Linked DNA regions of Sus scrofa: all the other regions are linked to region 2. Evidence: chromatin contacts called from public HiChIP or PLAC-seq and promoter capture Hi-C data. All regions are on one chromosome and are shown on one strand. The core of a region is the stretch at or near the end of the contact, and the rest is flanking DNA. Distances in the headings are between cores, read along the strand shown. Region 1 holds the start of KDM1B (lysine-specific histone demethylase 1B). Region 2 holds the start of NUP153 (nuclear pore complex protein Nup153). Region 3 holds the start of DEK (protein DEK).

Region 1 (4,164 bases), core at 1,627-4,126, 380 kb before region 2:
TTTCCCAAAGCCATTGTTACCTGTGAATAAATAAACTCTACACATATTTCAAAGAGCATTACAGTTCTTTAACCACTAAATAAATTGCACTCATTACACAACTGGATAAAGCACTAATAATTTTTTTTTTTTTAAGCACTTATGATTTGGAGTTCCCGTCATAGCTCAGTGGTTAACGAATCTGACTAGGAACCAGGAGGTTGTGGGTTCGATTCCTGGCCTCGCTCAGTGGGTTAAGATTCCGGCGTTGCAATGAGCTGTGGTGTAGGTCGCAGATACAAGCTTGGATCCCATGTTACTGTGGCTCTGGTTTAGGCCGGTAGCTACAGCTCCAATTAGACCCCTAGCCTGGGCACCTCCATATGCCGCCAGTGCGGCCCTAGAAAAGACAAAAAAAAAAAAGCACTTATGATTTTAAAGTACTACTGTCCACCTACAAATGTTATATACAACGAAGGCTTTCTGGATCACATTTATATTTTCAAAAGGCTCTCCAATCTAACAAATCTCTTTATATAAAAGATATATTCCACATTAGTCATACAATGAACCATGAATAAAGCCTATGTAAATAAGTATACAATGAACCATGAATAAAGCCTATGTAAATAAGTGTATGTGTGTCGTGTGTTAAGTCTTACAGCAAACATCTGAGCCTAATGTGGGGTTTAGGAACATAAGTAAAATCAGGTTCAGGCAACACTTGACTGTGTACCTGGGAATGCAAGCACTCTCAAAAGAAAGCATAGTTTCTGGAAATTCCATCAAACATTTTAATCCAACTGTATACTTGAAAACATTTAATTGCAATGAAGAATGATGCAATTCAAGAAATGGTTAAGAGGAAATGAAAACATTAGCTATAAAAGCCGTTAAGAAATCTGTGTTGTCTGGGGAAAACATGATTGAAGATTTTTAGGGGAGTACGTTTCCTTTAATTACACAATTAACAGTTATGGATTATTATACAACTACAGATGTGATAAATTCATTTGAGTAATTAAAAAAAAGGAAGAAAAAAATGGAAGAAAAAAAGTTATGTGCCTTCATCCTTTTTTGACACTGTAATTTCTATATTTTCACTATTGCTGGGTTCTTGGGACTTAAAATGGAGGGAAAAAAATTAAGTTGGAAGGATTACTTAATTGCGCTTTTAAATATAATTTTAGAAATAAGGATCCAAAATGTCATTAAAACAAACTAGTATACTGAAAGCGCCTTTCCCCTTGTTCTTCAAATTAATAAACACACCTAACTTTAAATAAAATCAATTTGTTTCAGGTTTCAATATGCTTTTATGAGCAATTTCTTCCTAATTTTAAATTCACAGCATTGGTCTTCTTTTAATGTGACAAAAGAAAGAAAAAATGGTTTGGGGGGCATAAGTAACCAAGCGGAAATAGCAATGTCTAGATTTCTGCTTTAACAATTCCTAGGATTTTTTTTCTGAAGAAGCTTATTCCAAAAAAGTGTTTAAAAACACACACAAGATTCATAAAAATATGAATCTAATGGACTTCACGCTGGAATACAAATTTACAGTGGCATTAGCATAATTTCTCAAAATAGGATAAACGACTAGAAACTTCTTCAAAGACAACAGGAATAAAAATTTTCCTTAGGGCCACTTAAAATTGCTCCCACAACAATCGCATTTTCCGAAATGTGGATCCAATTCAATTGCCTGAATGCTTTGTTGACTACTTTCTCTGCCTGGAAGACAATTAATTATTGATGGACATTTTCTCATGTACCTCCTCAAGAAATTCTCTTCCACTCGCCTTCCTTCCATTAAAATAGATTTAAAAAAAAAAAAAAAAAGGCGAAAGAGCCTTGAGTTGTGCGTGCACAGGAGTGACGGATCTCCTCAAATGGAGTGGTCTGTGAACTTCTGCACGCCCCCCGAGGGAAGGCTGGGCCTCCATCTGGCTAAGTTCCAGATCAAGGAACCCCCATCTCGCTACAGCTGGGCCGGCCTCTTCCTTCCTCTTTCACCTGCCAGCTGCTAGGCTGTTGACTAACAACTACCGTAATCGGGGCCGCCCCCTCGGGGTCCCGGGTCCCAGAGGAGTTACCCCAGCAACCTGGCAATGCCGACAGCGTCTCAACGCGTGGTAGCCGCGCTGGAGTAAAACTAACCACACCTGCGAGGCCGTGCGAGCTCCTCGCCGCCACGCTCTCAGCTGAACCAACAGCGAGGGAGTTCCCACTCCCGGACTGGGGGGTCCCCTCACCCCCGCCCCGCAGCACCTACTCCCCAGGTGAAAGGGCTCTGACAGCCCCCAGGAGGGAGTCTCAACGTTCCCAGTGCAACCTGCAGCTGCTTCGCTTTCCGAAAAGCTTTCTCGTCTGCTCTCCGGAGTCTGAGAAGCAACAGCCTCCCGGGGCTCACCTTTGCGCTGGAGGCGTGCAAGGAGTCACGGGGAGAAGGCACTGTGTACAGAAAGGAAACATTGTGGGGAGGGGGATTAGGAGAGACCCGCAACGCAGCGATGAATCCGGGAACCCCGTCGCCGTAACAACCCAGCCCGGGAATTCCCCCTTCCGCGGGCAGGGATCCCCACGCCGCACCCCGCTCCGATCCAGGGAGGGAGGTATAAGCCCCTAGAGCACCCATCCACCTCCCACCCTAGCCAGGAGCGCTGTACAGCGGCAGAATGAAAGCTTGCACCCTGGCCAAGCTGCTTTGTGCAGAGCTGTCACCCGAAATCCGCCACCGCCCCCATGCCCGCCCCGGGAGCCGCGTGTCCCCCACCTCCGAGCGCGGGCGAGACAGTGCGCGCCGTCCCCGGCTGCCGGCGCCTCTCCCGAGCCGCGCGCCGCGCGCCCAGGACCGCAGGATCCGCGCCGCGAGCCGCAGCCCCCGCTCGGCCGCCGCCGCCGCCGCTTCCGCCCCTGTCACGACGTGACCCGGGTGGGAGGAGCCGGAGGGACCGGGGAGGAGTGGGGTCCCCGCCTTCGCCTTCGCTGCGCTACTCGCCCCGCCCTGACCATTTCCGCCGCTGCGCAAGCCCGGGCGGCAGGGGGAAGGGGGCGGAGTCAGTGTGCCGCAAGAGGGGCAGTCCCGGGGCGAGTCCGGGGGCGGGTCCGGGGGCGGGGTTGAGCCAGGGTCTTGGACCCAACCCGTAGTGGCCCCGCGCTGCGCCAGAACCAGCCAAAGGCAGCGGACCGCGCACGAGGTAGGCTCCTCTGATCGCCGAGAGTGCGTGATGAGCATTGGAAAGATTTGGTAGACGTAAGCCCGTGATCGGATGCCGGGATGGGGCTTCCTAACAAGCGCGGGCAGCCCAGCAGTCCGCGCCCAGAAATGGACTCGGGGATCAGAATGGGAAGGGGGAATAACGAGGTCGGATAGTGAATGACCTTTCTGAGTTACATAATTAAAGTGACCTCAAGCATTATAGGATATTGGTGATTTTAAGAAAAGAGAAATAAATACTTGCCAGAATAGTGAGTGACGCTCTGGGGGCGGGGCAGTGGGGGGAATTGAGGTGATGTAAAAATTGTCTTGCTCCATGGTTATTGCATAGGGTATGCATATGGAAAAATTCACTGAGGCATACTCTTAAAATGTGGTGCACCTTAGGGAAGTTATTCCTCAATTTATCAAAATCTTAAAGTAAATCTGAAGCAGAAACTTTTTTTTTTTTTAAGGTGAGAAATAATCCAGACTTGGGAGTCCACCCAAAGGTGGACTTGAGTGACCAAACCAGCATATCAGCTATTTCCGTGTACTGGTAAGAATGACTGTGAAATTTGCCTTTCCCGATTCTTATGATTTGGTTCTTTTATCTTTTTGTAGAAATGTTTTTATTTCTACAGAAAAGGACGTGAACAAGTTCAGTACGTTGAGAAGCTATGAGGACAGTTAAGAAGTCATTAAGTTATATTTGTGATGTTAAGCTATATTTGTGATGTTAAGCTATATTTCAAGTTTCTCTAAGAGCGGTAGAGTTGAACAATTGTGGGTTGCCCTGGCTCAGTGATAAAATTATGCTTCCCTTTTGTTTTAAGTAGAGAACGGCTTATGAAGGCACAAGTTCAGGTTCCAAAGTTTCTGGCTGAAAATGGAAATGGGAAAAGTACAACTCTTTTTTGCTTTTCTGTACTCAATATAATCAGATACTTCCTTCTGACTTCTCAGAAAAATCACGTCCTGACATC
Region 2 (4,793 bases), core at 403-2,902:
GGTACAGATCTTTCCTGGGTATTAAAGCTTTTTAGGAATGACTACTTTGCTTGTCACATACCTAGCTAAGAATTGCGAAAGACAAACAATTGTATTAAAGGATGAGGTGCCTCTGGGGAAAGAGCTTGTGTACCTGGAGAGTCTAGTGAGAAGTTAGTGGTGGAGTTGGGGCATGAAGGTATAAAATGGAAGCACAAAAGGAAGTAGATTAATTTTGTCCATCATATTTGGGAACTTTTTATAGTCTTGGTGGTGATAAGGTCAGAGATGCCATTTGTTCTGTCAGCCTATGCTGGAAGATGCTGCAAATTCTAAGGTACTGCTTAAGTTTGGCTTCACCTTTTGACTTATATGATTTATATAGCGATTGGAATCATGCAATTTGGTGGTAGAGATGGTATAAAAGTCTTGAGGTTAATTATTTGTATCAGATAACTGGATGATATTAGATGCTTTCTGTCTAAGCAGTTATTATGAATTATGTATATTAATCCTTTCACCAGAACCACCAACTTGTTGAGGTTAATATTCATTCTATTTGCAGATGAGGAAACTGAAGCGTAGAAAGAGGATCAGTAACTTACCCAAGGCTACACAGCTAGTAAGTGATAGATTTAAAATTAAGTTTATTTGAATCCAAAGCTATTTATAAGCTTTAAAATCAATTGTCTCAAATGGAACATTAAGCCCATGTGTTTTCACAGAAGTAGATTTTCTTTCTAATCACTTGGTTACTTGTTTCAACTCCTACAGAAAAGTTGGGTTATAGTCCTGGCTTTGACTGCCCAGTTCAGTGTCCTCCAATATGTCGACTAAATTCTCCGGAACCCCGTCTTGTCCGTTGAATGAGGGCTGGCGCACGTGATCACCCAGATCTTTCTAACGGTCAACTTTTAAAAATCGCTATACTTTGTGGATTAAGTCTTTGAGCCTAACTCACTTTTCACTTTGCTAAATATAATGCCTTCTATTTGGAGCAAATATATGTATACTTTTATTACTGGTAATATACGGCTTACCTCTAACGTGAGCTTGACTGCTGTAGGTGATCACCGTAACCATTTATTGCATCTCTTGCATGCCAGGAAATACACTAAGTGCTCCACGTAGATGATCGCAACAGCTGTATAAGCTGGATTTTAAAGTTCCCATTTTATAGGGGCGGAAGGTTTTGACTTCAAGGTCAAACTTAAGTGGTGGAGCCAGACAGCACTTGTGTGTTTGACAACAAAGCCCTTATTGTAACGGACATTAATGAAACTGTATATATTTGCTAATTCTGTTTTAGGCTTAAAGATCATAGACACTGTCTTTTCAACCAGTTTTTTTCTTTTTATAAGATATTGTTAGCTTCTCTCTGTGATTTTACTATGTGCTTACTTTCTTCCCGCTTTACCATTCCAGAGAAGGAAAGTGGGAAGGAGGTTACCGTTTGTGTTAAATGCCTCTTTCAAAGTTTAGAATCAAGAGCAGTTAAAAGGAACGGAACCCCTGGCTTTGTGCCTCTGCAGGGAACCGCCGCTCTCCTTCCGCGTCCTCCGTTCTGAGCACGCGCCTCCTTCCGTTGAACTACGTTTCCCAGCGGCCCGCGCGGCTGAGAGCGCGGGCTCGACTAGCCCTTCCCACCTCCCCGCCTATCACCTGGTCACATCGTGATGATGCAAACTCGTCGCGCGCTGACTAGTGACGGCGTCCTGGCTCGCGACCGCAGCGGCGGCCTTAGTAGCGGTAATAGACGCAACAGCGGCGATTGCAGGGACGACGACGACGACGGCGGGGCGGGCGCTGTGCGCAAAGGGGAGGGGTAGGCGGGCGGCGCCGGCGGCTTCAACTGCGGCAGCTACGGCTAGGGCGACGGAAGAAGAATCCCCGTCAGCCGGCGGTCGCGTTAGGCCTAAGCAGCGCTTGGAACCTCTTGTGTTGTCCTCGCGGAGAATCTCCATAGAGACGGTGACATACACAGAGGCGGGGGTCCGCGGGAGGCTGCCGGACGGGAGCCAGGTCCTCGGCCTGTGTCGCCGCCACCCCCTTCGCTGCCGCCAGCGCGCATTCTCTCTCGGCTCCTGCTCGCAGACCCGCGGTTCCTGGTGTGCCTGTGACCCACTGTGTGGGCAGCGCGGACGGACTTTTGGGCTGGGGCCGGGCGGGGGGGCCTCAAGGCCGCCTCTGCCTCTCCCGCCCCCTAACCCGCTCCTCAGGGGGAAGCCGCGGAGGCTCCGCCATGGCCTCGGGAGCCGGAGGCTTAGGAGGGGGCGGTGGCGGCAAGATCCGGACGCGGCGTTGCCACCAGGGGCCAATTAAGCCTTACCAGCAGGGGCGACAACAGCACCAGGTACGGGACCCCGGCGCCTCGGGGCCTAGCGGGTCGGGCACTGGGGTGGGGAGGGAACGGGCGTGAGGGGTCCGGGGCCCCACGTGGAGCGGACGGGAGGGCCTGAGCGAAGGCCCGAGCAGGGCGGCGGGAGCTCGGGCCGCTGGGGTGGCGACGGGAAGTGGGCTGAGACAGGCCAATCTTGCGGCGCACACGTGTGGTTCGGGCCGCCTCTCCCCAGCCCTCTTAGCCTGGGGCTTTCCCCCGACCGGCGCAGGGCGGGAACAGAAATCCTAGGCCACGACGGGCCTAGGATTCTTTCGTTTTTGGCGGGGATTGGGGGTGTGAGGGTGTTACCCACGTCTTCTGGATGGGAGAAAGGAAAAGATGTGGCTGGAGGCCCCTACGTTTGATATTTTCTAGTCTCCCGCGTTTCAGCGTGAGTGGGGAGGGGGCTGCCCTGGGGTATCGGCCTCTGGGGCCCCCGGGGGTTGGTGGTGGTGGGGGGCGCTGTTAAACGGCAAGTGGAAGAAGTTACTCTCAACCTATTAGTTAATTCTCCATCTCCCCTTCCCGGGTGCCTCCCGATCTGAGAGCGTTGACTTAGATTTTTGTTTTCTTAACCGGGTTATAGTTAGTGGCACCGGGGCATTTTGAAAGTCCCTCTCCGCACTTACGTCTTTTTTCCGTCGCAAGACTCTTCCCTCCCCACTATGTCCACCCCTCCCCTTTTTATTTTGGAGGCTAGAATTGGCCATTGCGCACAGTTGACCGGAACTCCAGTTCTCATCTCATGCACAAAATATTTTAATATTATGGGACGTACTTTAGGAAGTTCAGGTACTTTTTAATAGTCTAGGAATATTGGTGGTCTTATAATTTAGTCACCTTGTGTACTCGTGGGCGCTCGAAATTATGAACAGGGGTTTAGTCTAATTGTAACTGAGATGTTAGAGTCTGAGAAAATTCTGCTTTTTAGCTGTTAATTGTTTGTTATGGGAATTGAGTAGGAAAATGTTAAATATTCTAATAAAAGGCCCTTTAAAATTTCTCGGTGGGAAGTATATGTCTTAAACCTGTAAAAAAACTAAAGTATGGCAAAAGGGTCTGAAAACTTGTTGCGTCCTGTTGAAGGCAGACTTCCTAGATTGCTGTGTTGTGGATGATAATGAATATGAGCACTTTGACATGTTTAGTGGTGGTAAATTGTATCATGAAAAAACAGAATTTTAAAAATAAAGATTTGGGAGAAATTTCTTAACAGTAAAAACTGGGTTATAATAGTAAGTATCTTTCTACTAATGGTTATAAGCCTTGGCATTATTGTTAGCTCCCACCACCAGTTGTCCCCCAGATATATACCAGGAGTGCTTGGTTTTTAGATTTCTTTGTGAGGAGCAGGGGTACTTGCAGACAGATTTGAGATTAAAATTCAGGTCACAGGACTGGCCATTTAACCTAATCCTTTTGGAGAGTGGAATTTAGACACATGCTTTCTGTTTTTCCTGAGGAATAAATGTCTTTCAGTGCTTTCTTACATCTCCTTAAAGTTTCTACATAAAAAAATGATATGTTGTAAATACAGATCACTGGATGATGTGGGCAGAGTGTAGAGAAGAACTCATATATTCCAGGTAGCAAAAACTATAACCGCACTTTATTTTTAAATGTACTTAGAGAAAAATCTGATTTGGGGGAAGGTGATGCCTTAACAACATTTAACACCTATGATCCAAATTGTCTTAGAGCTGATAGGATTTCAGACTCTGCAGTTTTGTGTTAGAGCTTGATCATTTATCATGTCGCCCTCTCTGAAATACTTTCAGCTATTTGCGTGAGCCATCTGATTGAAAAAGAAAGAACATTTTTAGGTTTTGAATTGGGATTAAAGATGTTTGGCGGTTTCTTGATTAACATTGCAGATACATTGTGTTAGTATTGGCAGATACTACCAAAGAAAAGTATCTGGGAATATACAAAAGAATATTCTATTTAATTTAACGATTTTTAAAATCTTCAAGACTTTCTTTAGTGCTTACTGGAACTTTTGTGGATTATGGACTACCTGCTTGCTGTCAGCTTTCCTGGGCTGTCACCTCTATGTTTTGCAGCAGCTGCTGAGTCATCATGAATAGCAAGGAGCTTCATGACATGGCATGTTTTATACTAATGTTATTTGATTAAGTGTCCAGTGGTTTCTGGGCAAAAATGAAGTTTTTGGTTGTGTAGTAGAGGGTTGGAATAAGAATGGGAGATCTGGCACTGTTAGTTAATGGATATTTGTCATCACCTTTCAGGCCAACTGGCTTGCCCAGTCACACAGAACGTACAACTTTTGCATGTGTTCAACTGACTTGTAATTTCCTGTTTTGACTTCTGGTTTAGCTCAGCTGAGATATATTTCAAGTTTACACTTTTTCCTTTTAACTTCTGATCTTTAAAATGGCATTTTCTTGAAGTTGTGGAGGTAAAAATCTATTGT
Region 3 (4,768 bases), core at 770-3,269, 470 kb before region 2:
TCTCTGCTCCCCGAAAACAGCAAAACACCTCTGAACCCATGCTTGCCTACCTTTCTCTCTCGCTCTCACTGCTGGCACCCTCATGCTCACCACTTCACAGGAACAGTTCTTGTCAGTGTCGCTGGTAACTCATCCGTCTTTTATACAATGGTCACTTCTCAGTTCTCATCTCACCTGGCCATTAACTAATTATTTATTTTAGGGCTGCACCTGCGGCATATGGAGGTTTCCGGGCTAGGGGTCAAATCAGAGCTGTCGCTACCAGCCTATGTTTTGATCCTTAACCCACTGAGCGAGGCCAGGGATCAAACTCGCAACTTCATGGTTCCTAGTCGGATTCGTTAACCACTGAGCCACAACTGGAACTCCTCACCTGACCTTTTAGTGCTTCTGACCACTCTCTCCCCTTAGACACTTCTTAATCACTTGGCTTCTGAGATAAAACTTTTCCACTAGATTCTCTTCCCACTTCAGGTAGTACGTTGCTCTTTCATCCCCTTTGCTGGTTTCACTTCCTCTCCTGAACCTCTAAGCATTGGAGAGCTCCTGGATTCCATCCTGTCTTCCTCTCTGCGGATGCTCACTCTACTAATGAGCTCCTCCAGGCTCAGGGCTTTAAACCATGTGCACAAAAAAATGTTGCCTGCCATTCCAGTAAACAATGAATGTTGTCCACCCTCCAGCCATTAACCACCTTACCCTCAGGGAAATTCAGGACAGAGAAAAACAGCATACTGGCCCTGAATAGTTAAGATCCATATCTCAGGAATAATTTCCAACTAGCCCAGACAGCGGCATTTTCCTTTTCACAGAAAAGCACTAAAAGCATTAACTTGCGATGTCTTGGGGGGTTTGTTGTGTGTGATCAGCAGTAAGCTTTTGATGTTTGACTACATGGGTTTTTTTGTTCAGCAAAGCTCCTATATATCCTCTTACCTTATTTACTCAGAGCAATTCCTCAGAGTTATCTGACTGTCTCCGAGGCTAGAGTCTTCAGAACATTCCCTGAACAAAGCGTAACTTGCACCTTTTAGGTTGTGCAGATTTTCATCCAGCAACAACCATGAATCCTTTGAATTTTATTCCAAGTATGATGGGAATCCATTGGAGAGTTTTAAGCAAGAGAGTGCCCAATCTGATCATTTAAAACAAACAAATCACCCTGGCTGCTACTATGTGAGTGGTAGGAGATGGGTTAGCAATGTGGAAGCCACCTGACCAGTAAGGGACTATGTCAAAATCCAAGCAAAAGAGGAAAGTGGACCGGATTTGGGTGGCATCAGTACAGTGGGAAATGGCTTAAAATTTGAGGATAAAAATGACAGGATTTGCTTATGTTTTCAGTAGGGGCACGAAAGGAAAAGAGGGGAAAGCAAAGAAAATATCTTATTTTTGCCCTACGAACCTGAGTTCATACAGGCAAATTTAACTGATCCTATTTCCACTATTCATCGAGTAGAAGGATCCCTGGGGCTGCTGGTGGTGAAAGGGTTGGGGGGAAATGAAAGGAATCATATACAGTTAAGAGGGAATATTTGAGCGGGGAAAGCGGTTCGTTTTTTTAAATGTTGAGTTTTAGAGCTATCTTCGGAGCTGGCCTAGAACTCCAATAGAAGACTCAGGACTACGTACTACCGTATGTCCTCTATTATAACCAACACCACAATTTTCCCCTATATTTACAGGTCTGGAAATCTTTTTCTCTCCAGTGACGTGAACTTTCAACGTGATAGCGTCTTTTTCCTGAAGATGTACCTTACAAGAGATGGGGTCCTTTGAAATACAGCAGGTTCGGGAGTCATCAACAGCACGATCTCCGGGACCTAAATGACGACGCTCACTGAGTAACTCCCCTCAACCTCTAGGAAATACTGTAGCAGAGATTTCCCGGGACGTAAACTTCTTCACTACTCCGCGCCCGCCCCCTCCCGAACCCGCGGCCGCTCCTCCTCTTTTTCCCGGAACAAGCGGCGGAGACAATACACTTGCAGGCCCCCTAGCGTTCTTCCGTTCGGCGCCGCCTCGCTGTTCCTGCGCCGGCTCCCGCCCGCCGCCCGGGACGCGGCCTGTCCGCTTTCCCGGAGGAGCCGGGACAGGACGCCCAACGCCGCCCAAGCGGCTCCGGAGCGCACCGCCCCTCCGCCCGCCGCCGCCGGGGGGACCCCTCACGGCCCCACCCCGGCCCTGCCCGCCCGGGCTTCCCGCGGAGGCGCCGGCCGCCCCGCCTCCCCCACCTCGCGCGCGCCAACTCCCAGCTCGCGGCCCTGATTGGCCGCCGCATTCCCGCTTTCCTTCCCGAACCGCCATTTTGAAAATCTTGTTGATTCTGGGCAGCCGAGAGCGCGGCGTGAGCGTCAGGCCAGCGAGCGGCCCGCGCGCCTCCTTTTCGGCGCCCGCCGCCGCCTCCCGGCGTCTCTTCGAGTCCTCGGCGCCAGGCCCGCGGCGGCCGGGACCCGCGGTGAGGGCCGCGGCGGCGGAGGGGAGGCCGAGAGGGCGCCGCGGGGCCCGCCCGCACCGCCGCGGCCATTTGGACGGCGGCCTGGGGCGGGGGAGGGGACGCGGGGCGGCCGGCGGCGCGGGCAGGACGGTGGGAGGGGCGGCTCGGCGCCCGCGCTTTCCCGCCTCGGGACGGCCCCGGACGGGCCGCGGGGCTCGAGGGCAGCCACCCCCGGGGGGAAGTGGGGGACAGCGCCGCCGTCCAGGCTGCGCGGGGAGGCAACTTTGCGGTCAGGTTTCCCCGCGGTCCCAGGGGCGGAGCAGGTGGGTCGGCCGGGCCGCCGCGTCCTCCCGCCGGAGGCGAGGGGACCGAGACGTGTGGCTTCCTCTCCGCCCGCAGGTCCACAGCATGTCCTCCTCGGGCCCTGCTGCGGAGGGAGAGGGAACCCCCGCCCAGCCCGCGTCCGAGAAAGAGCCCGAAATGCCCGGCCCGAGAGAGGAAAGTGAAGAGGAGGACGAGGACGACGAGGAGGAGGAAGAGGAGGAAGAGAAAGGTGGGGAGGAAGTCTTGTTCTTAGTGATGGGCTTTACCGAAATCAGTTTTCGGGCTCTCTTTGCGCTTAAAGTCGGTAAATCGGGGTGGTTTGCAGTGAGAACGTTTGCGGAATTAGCGAGGTTTTTATGTGGAACAGTAGCAGAGAAATTAACTTTGTGAATTCCAGTTTTTAAAAAAATGCTCGCCGTTGTTAACTACGTACTTTGGAGTGCAGTTGATTTCTCGCCAGCAACACCCGTGCATAACATTTTATCATTTGACAGGAAGTTTGTAAGTTTCAGATCTGGTTTTTTTTTTTTTTTTTTTTAACTACTTGCCTTGGAAGTTATTACGGTAACGTTTTGTTTTTGCTAATTTAAGTACACATTCTTTGCCTTCTGGAGTTACTGTGAAGTTCTTCATGAAATCACGTATCAAGACTTGAAGTTACTCATGTTAGTCTTGGAAATATTTCAATAGTTTTAGTATATTTGCTGAACTTCAGCAGACGTTCTTTTTCAAAGGCTTAGAGGAGTAACTTTCACCGGGAAACACCGGTGAAAGCTGGTTCTGTTTGAGAAAGTAGTTAAACACGAAAGCAGTGAACTGTGAAAGAAAGTTTAAATACGAGCCCAGAGCTGTTTCGGTTTTGGTGTTGAGGGAGGGCAGTAGCAACCGATTTGACTGGAGACATGAAGCAGAAGCACCTTGCAGCGTTGAGGGGTGGTACTGCCTCAGTTTATCCGCGGTGCCTGGGCCAGCGCCCCTAAAATGCTTCCTTCCAACCACTTAAAACTCGGTATCACAGATCTTAGCATCTTTGACATTAGCCTGATGTAGGTTTATTTAGTTTATCACCGTAACCCAACCAGACTTGGGAAGAGATTTGAGGTTTTTGTCTCAGACCTAGGGTCAGTTCATTTTTTTTTAATGCCTAAACGAGTCCCTGGTCAGCATTTAATAAATACAGTGTGAGTTGAGAGTACATGGTATGTGTTTTGTTTGTATAAAGTGGTAGCTACTGTAAGAGGGAAGCGTGTCTACATTTAAGTACAGAAAATGCTTAGAAAAAAATGAGTTATTTTTAAATTATTCATAATTGGAAGTTGGCTGCAGTATCTCACTATTAGTCCAAGACTTTCTCAGCATTTTTTCCTTCAATTTTTAGTTTCGGATACCAGAGAGATGATGTATTTCTTCATGTCAGGAAAAAAATTATGAAAGTCATGTAAAAACATTGTAAACGACCAGTCCAGTGATTCTTGGGGGACTGATGGTAGGGCAAATTGTAATTTTTTTAACAAAAAAAATTTAGATTATCCCCAAAGCAGTTCTATAGTTGTCCTGTTTTATTTTCCTCATTTGAGATATTTGTGGAACGACTAAAATTGTGAATGTTTTTTATCCTGTTTAGCCCTGAAAATTTAACTCTACTACTGAGGCGTCATAGAAATGAGAGTGAAATTTATGCCAAATAAGGGGTGGAATTGACTTGGCAGTGGTTTAGGGGTGAGGAATAGGGAGGCGGGAGATGCCTAGTAAAAGGTGACTCCCAGGTTTCTTTGGCAGCTGGATGGGTAATATTAACATTTTCTGAAAAAAGAATTCATGAAGAGGAGTGAGCTTGGAGATGATGGTCCTCTCTGTTTGGGATGCATTGAGTGTGGTGCCTGTAGGACAGTGGAGCTGTCCAGTAGGCAGCCTGGTTGGTTGGTCTGAAGATCAGGGGAAACTCGACTGACTGGAGATAGATCAGGAAGTTACTAGCTTTTAGGTGGTAATCAGTGGCAAGCAAAT

Evidence for each region. Promoter capture Hi-C pulls out the DNA fragments that hold promoters and counts their contacts. HiChIP or PLAC-seq counts read pairs in DNA pulled down with a chosen protein or histone mark.
Region 1: a contact with region 2 is called in a promoter capture Hi-C map of liver, with 4 times the contacts expected there. The contact joins the promoter of KDM1B here to the promoter of NUP153 in region 2. A contact is called at or near these places in 2 of 5 promoter capture datasets (fetal liver and liver), 3 of 47 Hi-C or Micro-C datasets (heart right ventricle, liver and mesenteric adipose tissue) and 1 of 2 datasets of contacts at active chromatin or transcription factors (alveolar macrophages).
Region 3: an H3K27ac HiChIP or PLAC-seq map of alveolar macrophages shows a contact between it and region 2. The contact joins the promoter of DEK here to the promoter of NUP153 in region 2. A contact is called at or near these places in 2 of 5 promoter capture datasets (fetal liver and liver), 1 of 47 Hi-C or Micro-C datasets (liver) and 1 of 2 datasets of contacts at active chromatin or transcription factors (alveolar macrophages).

Annotation. Positions count from the first base shown.
Region 1 is chr7:13,844,995-13,849,158 of Sscrofa11.1, reverse strand. It overlaps KDM1B (lysine-specific histone demethylase 1B), which reads right to left and starts at 2,876. Exons shown (of 22, transcript XM_001927844.5): 1 at 2,756-2,876; 2 at 2,393-2,433. It overlaps TPMT (thiopurine S-methyltransferase), which reads left to right and starts at 3,052. Exons shown (of 10, transcript NM_001243675.1): 1 at 3,052-3,179; 2 at 3,655-3,737.
Region 2 is chr7:13,463,436-13,468,228 of Sscrofa11.1, reverse strand. It overlaps NUP153 (nuclear pore complex protein Nup153), which reads left to right and starts at 1,652. Exons shown (of 22, transcript XM_001926651.6): 1 at 1,652-2,332. The coding sequence starts at 2,222.
Region 3 is chr7:13,932,728-13,937,495 of Sscrofa11.1, reverse strand. It overlaps DEK (protein DEK), which reads left to right and starts at 2,019. Exons shown (of 11, transcript XM_001927909.6): 1 at 2,019-2,458; 2 at 2,837-2,990. The coding sequence starts at 2,846.